Regions from separate parts of the Mus musculus genome. Here all the other regions are linked to region 2. A link is a contact called in public promoter capture Hi-C data. All regions are on one chromosome and are shown on one strand. The core of a region is the stretch at or near the end of the contact, and the rest is flanking DNA. Distances in the headings are between cores, read along the strand shown. Region 1 holds the start of Slc4a5 (solute carrier family 4, sodium bicarbonate cotransporter, member 5). Region 2 holds the start of Stambp (STAM binding protein). Region 3 holds the start of Ccdc142 (coiled-coil domain containing 142).

What was found. Promoter capture Hi-C pulls out the DNA fragments that hold promoters and counts their contacts. Capture Hi-C pulls out chosen DNA fragments and counts their contacts.
Region 1: a promoter capture Hi-C map of adipose tissue shows a contact between it and region 2. The contact joins the promoter of Slc4a5 here to the promoter of Stambp in region 2. A contact is called at or near these places in 3 of 39 promoter capture datasets (the 3T3-L1 cell line, hippocampal neurons and neural stem cells), 1 of 484 Hi-C or Micro-C datasets (ventral hippocampal neurons) and 1 of 9 other capture datasets (adipose tissue).
Region 3: a contact with region 2 is called in a promoter capture Hi-C map of neural stem cells. The contact joins the promoter of Ccdc142 here to the promoter of Stambp in region 2. A contact is called at or near these places in 4 of 39 promoter capture datasets (cranial neural crest, hippocampal neurons, neural stem cells and 1 more), 2 of 484 Hi-C or Micro-C datasets (B cells and Sertoli cells), 1 of 115 datasets of contacts at active chromatin or transcription factors (the 230-238 cell line) and 2 of 9 other capture datasets (adipose tissue and liver).

What each region holds. Positions count from the first base shown.
Region 1 is chr6:83,234,895-83,238,641 of GRCm38.p6, reverse strand. It overlaps Slc4a5 (solute carrier family 4, sodium bicarbonate cotransporter, member 5), which reads right to left and starts at 1,267. Exons shown (of 25, transcript NM_001166067.1): 1 at 880-1,267.
Region 2 is chr6:83,570,904-83,574,983 of GRCm38.p6, reverse strand. Stambp (STAM binding protein) reads left to right here and starts at 2,480. Exons shown (of 10, transcript NM_024239.2): 1 at 2,480-2,573. All of the region lies in intron 1 of Gm21284 (predicted gene, 21284), which reads right to left.
Region 3 is chr6:83,099,767-83,103,772 of GRCm38.p6, reverse strand. It overlaps Ccdc142 (coiled-coil domain containing 142), which reads right to left and starts at 2,257. Exons shown (of 9, transcript NM_001081266.1): 1 at 1,135-2,257; 2 at 729-815; 3 at 504-653; 4 at 241-371; 5 at 48-161. The coding sequence starts at 2,089.

The DNA.
Region 1 (3,747 bases), core at 18-2,517, 340 kb after region 2:
GTCACTGATCTAGATGTATCTGAGTTTGAAATGTTTCTATTGTTTTAAACTTATTTCACTGGCTTATTGAGTTTAAGGAAATTTCTTTTTAAAAAAAGGTAATTTGTGTAGGCATAGTGCCTTTATGGCAATACACCTTTAATCCTAGCTCCTGGGAGGCAGATGCAAAGGGATCTCTTTGAGGTTGAAGCCAGCTTGGTCTACATTGTGAGTTTCCAGAAAGCCAGGGCTACAAAGAGAGATCCTATCTCCTAAATAAATAAATATACAAATATATAACCAACCATCCTAAAACAGAACAAACAAACAAAAACCTCATTGTTTTCTCTTTTCTCCCTTCAAATTGGGAGATGACTATGGCTCTTTGATTCTGAAGAAACAAACCAATTCCCTATGGGATCAGTCTATTAGCTACTGCTCAGTTTTGGATTTGCCTTGCTGGGAACGGGACCCAGGACCTGTTTGCACTTAGCAAGCAATCCACCACTGGGCTGCATCCCTAGCCCGATAGCAACTCAAGTGTAGATTTGCTCTCGTGGATTTCCAGCTGAAAAGCCTTGGGTGGCTCTTCATTACCTAAAGCTTGGGTTTGGTGATATGGTTCAAACCATCGCCAGCAATCTGGACCTAGCCTAGTGCATCCTTGGCTCTGCTGTGCCCAAGCCCAGTCACATCAGAATCACACATACAGTTCTCTGAAAACAAGGACCATACCATCCTTTAGACCTCTGTCCCCTATTTTGTATATCTGCAATCTTCCACATCCTTCAAGGCCAGGAGAAGGCAAATAAATGGACAGATCCTTAAGAGATAGCAGATTAGAAAGCACAGGCAGAGTAGGGGTCTATCCGAGCGAGCACCAGCCTGTCTGGGCAGTACCTGCTCCCTGGAACAGCTGAGCGCTGGAGTCTCCGGAGGTTGGTGCTGCCTCTGGCCCCAGCCTGCTTCTGTGGCTGCTACCCTGGCTGTGGGTCTCCTCCAGTATCCTCTTCCCCACAAAACAAACTCACTTTTGTTTCTAGTTAAGCAGCAAGGGAGGCATGGAGGAGGAGGGCAGGAGAAGGACGAGAGGGAAGGTGGGGGATTGGGGCTCGAGAGAAATAGCGATGGGTGTGAGTGATTTCGTGGAAATCCTGGGAGAAACCAGCAAATGAGAAAGAAAGGGGGCGGGGGAATCTGAGGTATGATGGAGAGAGGAGGCTTAGCGCTGAAGCTCAAACAGGGACCTGTGTGCTCCTCAGCAGCAGGGTGGTGGCAGCTGAGGACTGTGTGAGAACACCTAGAGCTGCCCCTCCCCCGCCCGCTCCCCGCGGGCCCCTCCCCCTCCCCTAGAGCCCTTCCGGACAGACCTGGAGGCTCCAGTAGAGCAGGGCACCTCTCAGGCTCCTTATAAAGGCTGGGGCTGGGAGGTAGCATTTGTACACAACCCCCCTAGGGCCTCGTTAAGATCTTGAGATTTTGGTGGCAGGTGAGCAGTCTGTAATAGCCTGGCAGGCCTGGTGCCCTGGCCAGGACAGCCTCACCAACCGCTGGGAGTTGGGCGTGGAGGTTGGGTTGTTGTTGTTGGGGGGGTGGGGGTGGTGCTTGCTGTGGGCTTTAAAATGTTGCATGGGGCTGGATTAGCTCTCTTCACAACTTTAAACCAATTCCTGGATTTGCTGTTTGTACCCACTTCTACGACAAAATGACAAGCGTTGTCACTGAGTGGATGTTTTCTGGGAGCCCATGGACAGCAGGAACTGGTCACTTCGGGGGCATGTATGAACCCCATGGGGGAATTACTTTGCTCTCTGAGAAATGTCTAATCTGGGGTTTGGCTCAACAAGTGCTTACCATGTGCAAGGTTGAACGGAGGTCACAGAGGCTCAGAGGCAGCACTACAAACTCGGTTCCGAAGTCTTAGAATTGGGAGGGGGCTTGATGATGATGAAGTGCAAACCTTCAGTTCACAGATAAAAATGGGGAGTTGGTGGACACCTCAGAAAGCCCTGGTGCAGGTGAGTTGTCTGGGGAGAGCTGGCTACATACTGTCCCATGCCCGGGTCCCTGACCACATTGTCATACTTGAGGTTAGACGATCAAGCAGGGTCTGTTTGAGATGGGGGTTAAGTGCAGCCCAGATGGGCCTCCAGGGTCTGAGACACAGGATGAAGTCTGGTGCGTCTGAGATTACAGGCCAGGGTGCTGGTGCTGTCGCAACATCATCAGAGAGCACTGGGGCTTGAATGGGGCCTCTGTTATGCTGGGCCAGCCCTCTACTCACTGAGCTAAAACTAGCTCCAATCTGAGACATCCTCCTGCATCACACTCCTAGTTCAGGGATTACAAGTGTGCACCACCATGCCTGGCTCCCACTCTGCCCATGTAAAGAAACAGAAATATGATCAGGTTCATGGGGAGCTCCAAGCAAAGTTACCATCACAGAGTCCCCAGCAGTGGACATCCCAGGAGTGTCCCCACTGAGGGTCCTGGCCTCATAGATTACACTCCACTGTGAGTGTGGTCCTACTGAGTCCTACTAAGTCCTACTGAAGCACCCTCTACAGGACACACTAAGTCAGAGGCAGGGTCTACCTCCACACCCAAAGAAAGATTTCAAAGCGCACGCCTTTAATCCCAGCACTTGGGAGGCAGAGGCAGGCAGATTTCTGAGTTTGAGGCCAGCCTGGTGTACAGAGCGAGCTCCAGGACAGCCAGGACTACACAGAGAAACCCTGTCTCAAAAAAAAAAAAACAAAACAAAACAAAAAAAAAAAAAAAAAAAAAAAGAAAGAAAGAAAGAAAAAGAAAGATTTCAAAAGAAACTGGAGAGACCGTTAACATTGTAGAGAGGCCAGAGCTGGGTTCATCTCTTGATGCTGCAAATTATTAGCAGTAATTGTATTGGCAATGCAGTAACCTCTGTGAGACTCAGTTTCCCTGCTAACTAAGTAGAAATGATGGCATCCACTTCTCTGAATTCTGGTGGAGAGTAACTGGAATAATCCTAGCAATGTGACAAGCACTCACCGGCCCCTCAAGTGATATTCCTACCATTGCGCTTGTGGCTATGACCAGCTTCCTATCACCAGCCTGCTCCCACCCTGAACATCCCAGGGACCTCGTCCTTTTCACTGTCTGACCCTGCCCCGGCCACTTCTGCTGGGGCCCTTCCCTATCACAGCCCCTCCTTCCTGCCCACTCAAGGTTTATCTTACCACATGTTGGACCACTGCATCAGGGACTTCCCTAAGGTGCTGTGGCCCCATGTACACTTAGTATGTTACAAGCTAGCCCTCCTCATGAGAAATGCCACAAGTAATGGCCCCTTTGGTCTGTAGTGGAAGAGGTGCATACTGTGGGCCCAATTGTTGAAACAGACTCAGACAAACTAGGGGCAGTGGCACACATCTGCAGTTCCGGCACTTGGGAGATAGAAGCAGGAGGCTCAGGAACACAAGGTTAACCTCAACTGTAAAGTGAGTTCCGGGCTAGCCTGGGCTACAGAAGAACCTGTTTTACAAAAAAAAGAAAAGAAAGAGAGAGAGAGAAAGGGAAAGGGAAAGGGAAAGGGAAAGAAAGGAAAGGAAAGGAAAGGAAAGGAAAGGAAAGGAAAGGAAAGGAAAGGAAAGGAAAGGAAAGGAAAGAAGCAGAAGGAAAGGAAGAGGAGGGAAGGAATAATGTGAGGAGGAAAAAAAAGAGGAGAGGAAAGAGAGAACACAAGAGGAGGGGAAGGGAGGAAGAAGAGGAAAGGAGGAAGAGTAGGAA
Region 2 (4,080 bases), core at 1,231-3,730:
TAATTCACTCTAGAGGTCTTCCTTGATATATACTAACGTTATCTGTTAGAATGTGGGAAGTCTTATGCAAGTGATAGATACCTTTATTAATGAACAATTAAAAGAAGCATTGCAAAGCTCTCCCTAGCCCGAGAGCCTGGGAAAGAGGGATGGCCATGTCTGTCATGATGGCTTGCACCACTGTGTCTGGCTTAAGCATTCTTTTTTTTTTAACAAGACAAATACCCACTGAAGATCTTTCCAATGAGTGTAGGAACTTACTTCCCTAACTAATTTGTTCTTGGTGACAGGAAAGACCTGTCTTCAAACAAAATGGAACTTAGAACCACAAGCCCATCCTGATGTTGCTATGGGTTTTGCACTTGGAGACTGGAGCCAGTTAATTGAGGTGTGTTCTCTAGCTGGAGATAAGTATCAGGTATGAAATGTGCCTGCAATCGTACACAAATCTAAAGCCTTGGTACCTTTTGGTGCCTTTTCCTGCGTTTGAACCAGTATAAACAGCATCTCCCCCTCCCCTGAGTGGCGATGTCTATCTACCTTTTCGTCTTTTTCAGTCCCAATGGGCTCACAGCAAAGAGGCCAATGCTGTGGCCAGTTTGTCTTTAGAATGCACCACACAAACACACTCCTCCTCAAAGTCGCTCACTCCTCAGCGGAGTTTAAGATAGGCTTGTGCGGTGCTGTGGTGCAGGGAGCTCACAGCCCAGCCTGGCCGGTTTTCTCCTGCTGCATCTCACACCTGCAGCCTTTCCTCCTTGCTGTCCCTCAAGCTGTCCCTGCGGTATGATAGACACCTACTAACTTCATGAGTGCACGCCATCTCAGTGCCTTCTGCTCCTGGCTCTGCTTGCCTCGTAGAGAAGATTTGGTTCCGAGAACAAAACGATCAGCCTGTCACCTCCACGTTTACAGTTGATTAGTCCATCCCCTGTCACCTTGGGGACCATGAGTCAGACACCCTTTATCTCAATAACACCTGCACATCCAAGAATGTGTGTTGAGTGTGGGACCACAAAGTCATGGTAGGCGCTGGGGAGAGAGATGTAAGCCAGAAAATCTCCCTTCTTTTGAGAAATCGTATTTTAGGAGAATCCTACAGGAGGGAGGGCTATGAAGAGAGTTAAAGCAGAACCAACACGGGCTAGGGAGAAGGGTCAGAGGGTAAGAGGCGCCTGCTGCCAGGGCTGCTAACCTTAGTTCAGTTCCCAGAACTTAACCATAGGGTAATAAAGAAACTGTCCCACAAGGTGTCCCTCTGACAATTACCGTTCCATGCTCACTTGCACACATCCTCACCGTGTGTCTTAGTCAGGGTTTCTATTCCTGCACAAACATCATGACCAAGAAGCAAGTTGGGGAGGAAAGGGTTTATTCGGCTTACACTTCCATCCTGCTGTTCATGACCAAAGGAAGTCAGGACTGGAACTCAAGCAGGTCAGGGAGCAGGAGCTGATGCAGAGGCCATGGAGGGATGTTCTTTACTGGCTTGCCTCACCTGGCTTGCTCAGCCTGCTTTCTTATAGAACCAAGACTACCAGCCCTGAGATGGTCCCACCCACAAGGGGCCTTTCCCCCTTGATCACTAATTGAGAAAATGCCTTACAATTGCATCTCATGGAGGCATTTCCTCAACTGAAGCTCCTTTCTCTGTGATAACTCCAGCTGTGTCAAGTTGACACAAAACTAGCCAGTACACCGTGCAAACACACACACACACACACACACACACACACACACACACGATAAAAATTAATGTAAGTTTAAAAAACAAAAACAGGACCGACTGGCAGAGGGTGGCTATGTAGATAGGTAGTCCATGATGCTTTGTTTGAACCGGCGATGTCAGCTCTGCTGTGAATGACAAGCTAGATAGCGATCCCCCTTGAAATATTAATTCGCTATTATTCCGATGGAGGAGCCATTGGCAGGAAACTCCTGCTTCAGAATGGGACCCTTGGAGGCTCTCAGAGACTGAACCACCAACTAAAGAGCATAAGCAGGCTGGATTTAGGCCCCCCACACATATGTAGCAAATGTGCAGCTTGGTCTTCATGTGGGTCCCCCAACAACTGGAGTGGGGGCTGTCTCTAAAGCTGTTCCCTGTCTGTGGGTCCCGTTCGCATAACTGGGCTGCCTTCTCCGGCCTCAGCGGGAGAGGGGAGAGGATGAGCCTAGCGTTGCAAAGACTTGATGTGCAACAGTCAGGGGGAGTGGGATATCCAGAGGGAGGAAGGGAGGGATTGTGCGTCGCGGGGGGGGGGGGCGGGGAGAGCGGGGAGTGCAACGGTAGGGATGTGAAGTGAATAAAAAGATAAATTAATGGGGGGAAAAGCATACTGGTTTCTGCTGCAGTCCCCTCTTTCACTAGGTTCCCTTTCCTTCCTGGTTCGTTTTCTTTACCAAAAGGAGCGCTGCAGCGCTCCCTCTCATTGGTGGAAGATTCCAGCCCCACCCACCAGTTCTCCACACCAGGTCCTAAATCCGTGGAGCGTAATTGAAGGAGTGGCGAGAGTGGGCGTGTCATCGGAGGTGACGTTTCCGGAAGCTCTGACTGTCATCCTTCACGAAAGGTGGGAAGGGTCCCGGGAATGCAGCGGGACTGGGGATCCTGGCGCGGTGGGACCCCGCGGGGAGAGGCCGTGAGTGTGGGGTCCGTGTCCCTGGCCCAGGCCGGCCGCGCGCGAGCTCTGGGATGGCCCTGTCTTCAGGGCTGGCTTCAGACCAGCCAGGCCTGGTCTCAACACTCCTTGCATTTTCGAGAAACCTGACTGAGTGCCTTGCATTTTTGGAGAAACCTGACTGAGTGCCTTCTAGATGGGCGCTGCCAGCAGTTACTGCTGGATCCCTCTCCCGATACACACGCTCTGCAGGGTTGCTGAACCCCATGTTGTCCCGAGCCACTCGATGGCTTCTGGAGGATGGTCCTTTCTTTACCCACAAGTGCCTCTCTCGAGAGGTGCCCAGATGGCCAGCATCCCATTCCAATGAGCTCTTCTGGGCTGTGCCCAGTTCGGCGGTTAGGGACGTGGGCAGATTTACACTCTCAAGAGGATGTGTTTTACACTCGCAATGTCCCCACACTCCTAGCAGCCCTCGGCTTTTGCTAGAAAAGGGAGTTTAGTGGGGAAACTTCGTGGACAAAATGCCACCGCAAAGTTAGGGCAAGCTAAAGCAGAACTGGCCTAGAGAAAACAACCTCTGAGGACAGGTGAGTAGAACTGAGATATAGCTGAATGCACAACACTGTAATCTGCGTCTCCCCGGGCAGATGGGAATCCTGACCGAGGAATAAGATGGGAAAAACAAGACTGCTCAGACCCAAGATGAGTGTATTCTAGAACAGGCTGGCTAGGGTGTGCTGTTATCCAGTGCACACCGACAACCCCGTTCCACTCAGGATTATGTGCAACGATGGTGCCAGGGAGCCCAGAAGCAACATCTAGAAAGAATGTAAATTCCTACAGTTTGGGTACCAATGAGTAGGAACTCCTAGAGTGTTCCACCCCAACCTAGGTGCTGTCACTTTGCCGTTTACACCCTGCTTGGCTTGTGGGGACAAGCACGGATTGATGCTTCCAAGCATGAACTACCTGGCCCTGAAAGTGGTGAATGGGATGGGCTGAAGTGAAGGGTGGTTTAGTGAGCAGCGTCAGGAATATTCACCCTAGAAAGGAGCCCCGCATTAACCTTGTGTTCAAAACTGAGGAAGCGTATCCCGGTAAATACCATTTCATCTCTGGTGGAATGAAATGGTCGACATGAATTATCCAGGCCGTGTTCATGAGGATTCACTGAACACACTCTGCCAGGGATTGGGTAAACGGAAGTGGTCATCCGCATAAAGAAACAAGAAAAAGAAAAAGACGCAGTTCTCTGGATGGGCCTCCTACTGATGGAGAGTAACTCTTGGTAGCAGTAAGACCAACCCACAGTGCCCTGTTAATGACTGTGTTCCTTGTACCATCAAATTGCAGGACAAGCTTGGTTTTCTTTTGTTGTTTTTTTTTTTGGTTTTGTTTTTTGTTGTTTTTGTTTTTGTTTTGTTTGTTTGTTTTTTGTTTTGTTTTGTTTTTTTTT
Region 3 (4,006 bases), core at 1,008-3,507, 470 kb after region 2:
TCTCTAGGCACACACTTACGCTGCCACTCTCAGGTCTCTGCACTCACCTGCATCTTTTCAGTCAAATTGTGGATCTCTAGGCCCAGCTGCTGCTCCACCTCCAGAGTGAGCGCTGCTTCGGAGGCCAGGCTGGACAGCGCCTCCACCGCAGACAGAAGAGGCTGTGGGCAGAAACAGAGAGGGAGGGCTCAGCTCAGGCCACTGAGGGAGGCTGCTCCCTCCCAGCTCTGGGCCACTCACAGGCAGATCCTTCTGGAGCAGGAGCAAGAAGGAACCGGGGTCCCACGCTGCCAGGTGCTGCTGAGCTCTGCCCACAAACCAGAGCAAGGTGGTCTGCAGGGTACAGAGCCCCAGAGCGACAGGCGTAGGACCTGGGAGGGGAAGGACAGTACCCTAGGGTTCATAGGTCACCTCCAGGAGAAGGCCAGCTTCAGAACAGAGGACAGGCAAAAGATAACAACTGCCCCGCCCCCTGCCCTCCCATTCCACACCTCCTGTCTCACCTGCAGGCGGACACAGCCTAAGTTCTGGCCTGGGCTGTCGAAGGCTATCCAAGAGGGGAGGAAAAAGCCGCTGCAGCAGCTCAGAGGTAGGAGACAGTGACGCAGGGCTGCTCTGACCACCCAGGGCTGATCCTAAGGCCTGGCAGAACCCTGGCATGACAAAATATAGTCTGAGGGGGTGCGCAACAGGATCCTTGGGTCACCCCAATGTCCTTTTCTCCTTACCTTGGTCCCAGCTGCAGATGACAGACTGGTGAAACAGGCTGTGACACAGAGACAACAGCTCCTTCTCACACTCCTGAGGCAGGGGTGCTGATGGGAGAAATGAAGGAAGCCTGGAAACAAATCCCTGGTGACAGCCCCTGCCGACTCCACTCAAGTCAGGCATGGTGGCTCTCCGGAGGCAGGAGGCTGAGACCAGCGTCCCAGGCCAGTGTGGACTAAAACCTAAATAAAGACTGCTATGGGAAGCTGCGTGGCCTTGGGAAACCCTAAACGCTATACTTTAAACTCGGGGAAGTTCATTCATTCAAGGCCCTGCGCTTGCTGACAGGCTGGAGTTGAGAGAGGGTAAAGGGAAAAAGACACCCTCACCACAACCTCCAAATGCCAGCTCGGACCCCTCGCTTACCTTGACACAGTGCCTGACTCAGCTCTTGTGCCATTGCTCTAGGGTCCTCCCAGGGTCCCACGCGTAGGTCCAAACACTTAGCACAGGCTGCCCACAGCAAGGTCCAATACTGGCTCCACAGGGCTCCAGGTCCCCCAAGCCTCAGTCCGCTGCTGTCGGTGCTAGCCACGCCCCCTACCAGGCCCAGCAGCCCGGGCAGCAGCTCTCGCTCTTGCTCGCACTGCCGACGGAGCTGCTCCTGCAAGCCCGATCCGCCACGGGCTTCAGCCAGCTTATCTGCCACCTGACAACCCCGCTCTGCAGCCAGGAGCTGGAGCACACGGGCCGCGGGGAATGGGCGCGCGGCCCCGGGGACGAAGTTCAGGGAATGTCCCTGCAGAGTGTGGTAGAAGGGAAGGGCCAGCAACAGTTCGGCTAGCTGGGATGTCAGGCCCAGGCTAGCGGGTGTCCGGCCCAGTGAACGAAGCTGCATCTCGATGGCAGCCTCCAAGTGCTGGGCAGCTAGCCCGACAGGGCGAGTCAGGAGAAGCGTCTCCCTGGAGCCCGGGAAGCCGAGGCGCAGAGCCGCCCCACGAGATGGGCACAGCTGTAAATCGCCGTGCAACTGCTGCAGGGAGAGGGAACCGGCCGAGGAGCCGGAGCGGAGCAGCCGCACGACCGCCTGCAGGTGGCGGGCGCAGTCCCGGGCCCGCAGGAGCTGCTCTCGCTCGCGGTGCAGACGAAGCAATGTGGCCCGGAGCCGCTGAAGAGCGAAGGGCATCGGGCCGCTTGCAGACGCGGGAGCCCACGGCTGTCTGCTGAAGTCCGGGCACGGGACGCTCACCGCAGCCAGTAGCCCTAGCCCTCCACGCCTCCCCTCGTCCCGCTCCTCCCCAGCGCCCACGGGCTGCGCCCACGACGAGGGTACGTTAGCGAGTGGAGGCAAAGGGCCACTAGAGCTGGACGCCCGTGCCATTTGCACGGCGAGTCCCAAACGAACCTAACGCTCGCCGCCTCCCCGCTTCCCGTCGCACTCCACGCCCGTGGGCGCCAGGACTCACCAGCTAGCCGGAAGTCTCGTGGTCTTACTGGGGCTCCGTAGCCACGACCTCTGCCCCTAACAAAGATGGCCACCCACTTACTCTTTCCCGGCCCTTAACGACTATCAAATTCTAGCTAGACTTTCCTGTCACCGTTAACGGGAGGTGGCGCTGATGCTAAATGCTGTAGGGAGAGTCAAGCTAGGTGTGACTTGACAGCAGGAGACCCATGTCTCCGCCATCCCTGACTTCCTAGTGTACCGCCTTCCTGCAGTCTGCCCTCTGGGGGTCCTGCGGCGGTCTACTACAGAAAAGAGGAAAGCGAGACCTCAGTTTGCTTTTGCTTTGATCGTTGTCTTCGTGTTCATTTGTGGGCGTGTTGTTGTTCAGTTCTCTTTGAATCTCACTGTGTATGTTCTTAGCTATCCTGAAACTCTCATGTAGACCAGGCAGGTCTCGAACTCAGAGTTGTCAGCCTGCCTCCGCTTCCTGGCTTAAGTTAAGAGTGTGTATGTGTGTCATCACAGCCAGCTTCAACTTCTTTTATGTTTTCTTTCAGTCATCTCTGAGAGTTTTGGGAAGCAGCTGGTTCGGACCCTACTCATAAAGATCTTAGGCAAAGGAACAGCAAGGGGTCCTCGGGCTGCTGCTGCTGCTGCAATGCTCTAAGCAGGCAAAATTGAGCATTTGAGGGTCTCCAGTTTGAGGTCAAGGCAGTAGTTACAAGTGCTTGGGAATATATTGTGAACAGAGGACAAGACCCCACAGCATGGAAAAGAATATTATTACTGCCCAGCACTAAGAGATTGAGGCAGGAGGGTTGTCTAGAGGTGGTCGACACTTGGCCAACATACTTTCAAGTTAGCCTAGGCTACAGTGTGAGACCCAGCCTCTGAGAGTGGTTTAAAAGGTTGGAGATAGGGGGTTAGATTCCTGAAGTAGTTGGTACAGTTACTGAGGGAGAGAGAGGATCAGATATGGGATCACCGAAAGACTAAGTAAATATACAGCAGTTTTCCTGGCCATTCACTTCTAGACTCTCAGAGTCAACAAGTCCTCAGGCTAAAGATCCAGGTTATGAAGGGACTCTGGCTAACTCTCATGTGGGCACTGTTCTGGCAAAACCATTCCCCCTGCCTTGCTAAACAAAACAAAACAAAACAAAACAAAACAAAACCAAAAAACATTGTTACATTTCTAAAACTAGCCAAGAGGTCTATTCCCTTATTTGGCCACTTCCTTCTTCTAAGGCTGACTACCAAGGTATGGCTATCAAAGTACTGAAGTCCAGCAATCAAAAGGCCCCCTTTAGTTTACCTAATTAGCATACCCGATCAAAATTAAACACCTCATCCTAACCCGGGTTTCCCCCTTTACTATCATAACTCCATTTGTCTATGGGCCACAACTGTCTCCTCTCTATCCAGAGGTAGTCCTTTGTCCTCCAGGATAAACACCCTTGCCCCTTTTGTCTCCTCTCCTTTGTTCCCTTCCTCTTTTTCCTGGTCCTCTATCTCCTGTCTTTGTCCCTTATTACCTGCCCTTTGTCACTCTAGGGCAAATAAATTTCTTTTGTGCTGAGAACTTGGTCTGGAGCAGGGGGCAGGGGCAGGTGGTCCTGAGCTAATACTGATCAGTTACAGGTCACATAAAAATTGGCCCCCGCCGTAGATTCATGAGCACCTGCCTCCAAAGTCAAGAAGTCTCAAAACTAACTAATTGAAGCTGAAGAGGTGCTTTAGCCTGACTGCTCATGTAGAGGACCCCTGTGCAGTTGGCTTGAAACAGCCTGTAACTCCAGTTCCTGGGGGCTCTGACATCTTTGGTCTCTGGAGGCACCTTCACATGCTTGC